Linked DNA regions of Mus musculus: region 2 is linked to region 1. The links are chromatin contacts, called in public Hi-C maps. All regions are on one chromosome and are shown on one strand. The core of a region is the stretch at or near the end of the contact, and the rest is flanking DNA. Distances in the headings are between cores, read along the strand shown.

Region 1 (2,700 bases), core at 15-2,514:
TACGTTCCCCCTTTGTCTAAGTTCTGCTAACCAGACCCTCTTGCAGGTCCTCCCCATCTCCCTCCTCCACGCCAAGGAGACTGTGACATTGATAGAGACCCAATGGCATCGCAGGCTCTTGGCATAGCTCCTCTTTCCCCACATATAGAAAGAAACCATACTGGCTTTCATAGAGATCTTGGCTTCTATGTGAAGTCATCTTTGTCATAGACTGACCCCAAAAACTCAGGTTTTCCAGTGAGACTGTTTCCAGTTTCGTCTGCCACTCATTTCTGTACTCAAGAGACATTGCGTGTCAATCATGTGCTGACTGCTGTAGGTGCTAGGCCGGGAGAAGATGAGCCCCACCCTCCAGCAGCCCTGAGTCTAGCCGCAAACACCAATTATCCTCTGTTTAACCTGCCTTGCCCTTAGGGGCCCAGGATGTGAACAGGAAACAGGCATTCAGGCAGATGGGGTCCTTCCCTCTCCAGCTCCACTGGCCTCATTTTGGTTAGTCTTGTCCCTGACTTTGACTTCCCATCTTGAAGCTCAACCCTTCTTGCCTTTGCCCCCGCCACAGTCGCCAGAACTGTCAGTTTTGCCTGAGCCATGTTTTCAGCCTCTCCTATCCGTCAGTCACGGCCTTGATAGCTGTCACTGGTCAAGTGGCCAACTGGTTCCCCTAGCCTCGGGCTCTCCATCCTCAGTCCCGCTGCCATTTTTCCTACGCGGTCATTTTCCTAAAATAGAAATGAGATTGCATCACTCCTTATTTAGAGACAATCATCAAGTCACTAAGCTCTCGGTGTGACTGGGCTTCACACCATCTGCAGGCACTTGGCTTAGGAAGAAGTGTCGTTGAAAGCAAGATGACTCAGCCAGGGACTATGAAGGGCTGACTCAGGGCTCTCATCATAACTGCCCCTTAGAATCCTAAGAGCTCGTGTGACCCGCAGATGCCAGCACTACTCGCCCAGCCCAGACCATTGACTCTGAATGTCAGATGAAGTCTGGGTGGCCAGGCAGGGGGACTCACCGGAGATTTGAACTTTGAGTTGGATTATGGGGGGAAGGTAGCATGAGACTCTGTCTCTTTTTCAGAACTGCTCTTCTTCACTTTCAGATATCCCTGCAACATCACTTTCTTTCCCTAAGTTCCCTGAAATGGCTTAGTAAGTATGTCTAATTATCAGTCAATCACCAGCAGGAATCACCAGGCAGATGCTGTGCTCAGATCAGAAGACTCCTCCCACGTGCGCTTCAGGGGCAGTACCTCAGCCAGTACAAGTCTGACTTGGGAGGGGCCTGGAGCGGCACGTGACCCGCCTTTCCATCCCACCTCTCCTCACAGATGCTTTCTAAGTAGTTTGACCCCTCCTGTACCAAGAAATTGATCCTGTCAGCTATAGTTATCTTTTTCGCATAAAATCTCTCTCGTGGTTTATTTTATTGGGGATCTTCACCCCCTCCTCTGCCCTCCTCGATGCCTGCAGCGCTGGGCCGCACTGCAAGTTCCAAGAATGATTTCTAGATCTCTCTCCCTGCCAGACTTGGGAGAGCTTCATTTTCACATCGTGCTTTGGCTGCAAGGGTTAACTTTCCATTTCAGGAGGGGAGTGTGGGGTTTCCTTCCCAATATCTGTATGATCCAGTATGTGTTTATACTCACGGCCCCTGCCACACAGGTCCTTCCCCCTCATCTCTCATTTCCTTCACACCAGAAGTCAGACCATTTCTGTAGCAGACAGAGTCTGCGGGAGCTGTTGTTCACAGCTGGTGAGGGAAAGGAACAACTGGGGAAGAAAAAGAAAAGCAAGAGACCAAAAGGACAAAGGGCTCTTCAGGCAGAGGGAGCTGTTGCCACAGGCTTGCGGAAGAACTCAGGGCTCCTGCAGGCTGCTGTAGGCTTTTTGTTTTTTGTGGCAGTGAACCCAGTCACCCCTTGTTTATTGAGTCCTGTGAGCTTGGTACAGCTCTCTAAGGCTGCCGGTTCCATATCTAAGCATTCTCCTTGCAAAGGCATCTGTCATGGAAATGAAGCTATTTGCACAAAGCAGAACTAACACTGAAGGGAGGAATACAAGCCAAGAGACACAGAATTAAGACATAAATATTCAGAGCCGAGACCTCTAGCCTGGGCTTTGTGTGAGGAGAACCAGAGAGCCTGGCTAGGTCTGCTTCGGGCAGGGCAGCGGATGGCTGGTGAAGGAGAAAGGAGTGAGCCACCACTGAGGAGAGGAGGTGGGACTGAGTTGGTGGGACTGGGGAGGGAGAGAATTTCTTGACATTGTCTGTGTTTAGGACTGCGATCTGTCTTCCACACCTTTTCAGTTCACTACACTGACTATCTTGGAGAGGTAGGCTGTACTTTGAATGTGACTTCAAGCTGAAGAAAGGCCCGGCCAGCTCATTCTAATAAGGACTATAGATACGGGTAACATCCTTGTAGACACCAGTCTACAGTCTTGAGGATGAGCTGGCAAGAAACTAGGGAGAGAATGTGAGACGATCAAAACACAGTTCTCAGGATGGTATAAAGAAATGGGGCTCAGTTTCCCACTAGACTGGTGATTCTCAACCTGTGGTTCTCCACACCCCTTTTAGGGGTCAAACAACCCTTTCATAGGGGTCGCCTGGTCTGCAGAGTCTCCTGCAGAAGCCAGGAAACACTGCTGCTGAGGAGGCCACACCCACCCGAAGACTAGGTGTTCCCTCCGC
Region 2 (2,700 bases), core at 123-2,622, 110 kb before region 1:
AACTTCAGCTCCAGGGCCTCTTCTGGAGTCTGAAGGCACAGCATGCACATGGCACACATACCGGCAAACATGCAAAGACACATTCACACACATTCATAAATAAAAGGTTTTAAATATAAAAAGTAAAAATAGCCATGTAATTTTAACTGCTGGACAACACTCGTGAATTGTGACTATTTTAAGGTGTATTAGTAGATCCCAGTAAAACTGAATGAATATTTTATGCACATTAACCCTACAAATGCCAATACCCTCGTTATTGAGTTGGACATTCATGGCTGTCCACAAGTTTTCACCTGACTCTATTTTCCTCAAGAGGAGCCAATAGTTATAGCTACATGTATCTTCAAGGTAGAAATCCTCTCATACTAATAACAGGATAATTAGCATTTTCTAAAATCAATGTATATGAAATGGAAACACGGACAAGATGCTACTAACTGTTGTGCTGATAAAATGATATTACTCACTGCAATTACATTATCACCTTGTCCCAAGTTTAGGTTTTCCTTAACTTCATATAAAATGCTTGCTCTGCCACTTAGGCCTTGGGTCCCCTACTCCATGGCATGGTGCCTGCTATGGTACCCTTGCTTCCCTCCTAAATGTGTCATTTCCGTCTGATGGCCTGGTCCTTCTGCTCCTCAGCATTTATTTGTCCCTTTCAAATCCTATCTCCTCCACCTCCACCCAAAGCAACCAAGATACTTCAAAACATCAGTTCTTTCCTGTTGAAAGAGAGAATGTGGAAAGCCATAAAACAAAAATTGCTTGAAGAATATTATGATGGTTTGTATATGCTCGGCCCAGGGAGTGGCACTATTGGAAGGTGAGGTCATGTTGAGTAGGTGTGTTACTGTGGGTGTGAGGGGAGGGGGAGGGGAGAGAGAAGGGGAGAGGGAGGGGAGGGGGAGGGAGAGGGAAGGGGAGGGGAGAGGAAAGGGGAGGGGAGGGGAAGGGAGGGTAAAGGGGGAGGGGTATGACGTGCTCACAGTGGTTTGCTAGTGAAATAAATGAGTGGTTTAACAACCTGTGGTTAATGGCTCACTGATATTGAAGAAGTTGTGTTGTATTGCTTGTTTGTTTGTTTGTGTTTGTTATGAAAAGTGATATGCAAATATTTAGGCGACAGAAACAGAGAGAGGAGGAAGAGAGAAAGAACTGAGAGAACCATTTTCAGAGAAAAAGCCCTTAGAAAGGATCAAAGATGAAACCCAAAGCAGAGTTGGTGGTGTTGGATTAGAGAGAGATTCAAGAATAAACCTGAAGCCAACGACAGCTGCTTTGGGCTCGGCGGCTGTACAGCATGAAGTCAGACAGCATAAATTCAATTCAAATAGAAGACAGATGGTCCTGGAAGTCTGTAGGCATAGAGAGAAGCTTGACGGGATTCAGTGCAGCCAAGTAAAGCAAGCTTTTTCTTACCGACTTCATACATTACTATAGCATCTTCCACAGAAACTGAGGCTTGGCAAGACAGCACCCTAATAAGCCTAGTAATTATCACGACGAAACAATTGATCTCATCTTCATCTTCTTCAAGCTTTCTATAAACGTTGAAATCATCATAAAAGTGATATAGGATAAAATCTTACAATCATTCAGGAAGTGCACATGCACATTAGGACACACAACATGGCTTACAGGGCAAATCAGGCTAGACAAAACTAAACAGCTCTATGAAGGTTGCAACCTGACTTTTTAAGTTGAGAGACTTAACTGATGTTAGTCCATAGTGCACAAACTGAGGACTGTTAGATTAAAGAGTCTTGGGTTCTCAGCCCCCCCCCCCCACACCTTGAGGTTTGTAGAAAACGAGCCATTAGGGTTTGACAAGTCGACTCCTGATTCTGGAGGACATCACTAAAGGAAGCATTCAGTAGGAAAAACACAAAAGATGACAGCAACGTTTAACCTAAGGAGAATCAAGGTGACATTTTCTGTGTAGCTGATACCAGCCCTGGTATTCAGGGACACTGCTTTCGATGTGAAATATAACATCCCTATGAAAATCACGCAAACACACAGAGACAGTTTAATGAACATTTATCCAGTCTCTCCCTTCACTTCCCACCCATAAACAGCTATCATAATCCTCACTTCTTAAAGCTATTTCCTCAAAGCATATCTTTTAGGACAAGCTGTATATCATGGCATTGCTATTGACCGACATGTAGAGTTTCTCCCTTCCAGTGAGCATGAGATTATATCTTATGGTGATTTGAATGTACGTTTTCCAGTTGCTGTTTGAACTTCAGTAGGGCCTAGAGTAACTCTCCCAATAGTGTGTTAATTACTTTCATATTGCTATGACAAAGTATGCGGCAGTCATGGCTTAAAGAAGAAAAGATACAGCTGGGCGTGGTGGCCCACACCTTTGATCCCAGCACTCAGGAGGCAGAGGCAGGTGGATTTCTGAGTTCGAGGCCAGCCTGGTCTACAAAAGGAGTTCCAGGACAGCCAGGGCTATACAGAGAAACCCTGTCTCAAAAAACAAAACAAAATAAAACAAAACAAAACAAAACAAAAAACGAAGAAGAAGAAGAAGAAGAAGAAGAAGGAGAAGGAGAAGGAGGAGGAAGGAGGAAGGAAGAAGGAAGAAGGAAGAAGGAAGAAGGAGGAAGGAGGAAGGAAGAAGGAGGAAGGAGGAAGGAGGAAGGAGGAAGGAGGAAGGAGGAAGGAGGAAGGAGGAAGGAGGAC

Evidence for each region. A called contact is a pair of places that touch in the nucleus more often than the background predicts.
Region 2: a Hi-C map of myocytes shows a contact between it and region 1, with 2.1 times the contacts expected there. The contact joins two enhancer-like sites. A contact is called at or near these places in 3 of 484 Hi-C or Micro-C datasets (cerebellar granule neurons, myocytes and nephron progenitors) and 1 of 9 other capture datasets (embryonic stem cells).

The regions. Positions count from the first base shown.
Region 1 is chr4:33,585,930-33,588,629 of GRCm38.p6, reverse strand. No RefSeq gene overlaps it. Among named protein-coding and RNA genes, the nearest start is that of Gm32955, 16 kb to the left of the region's middle. Within about 2 kb of position 1,264, at least 136 of the 459 cell types and tissues checked have an H3K27ac peak or open chromatin away from gene starts, as enhancers often do. A contact at or near this core is called in myocytes, where this site is marked.
Region 2 is chr4:33,695,788-33,698,487 of GRCm38.p6, reverse strand. No RefSeq gene overlaps it. Among named protein-coding and RNA genes, the nearest start is that of Gm33059, 84 kb to the left of the region's middle. Within about 2 kb of position 1,372, at least 19 of the 459 cell types and tissues checked have an H3K27ac peak or open chromatin away from gene starts, as enhancers often do. A contact at or near this core is called in myocytes, where this site is marked.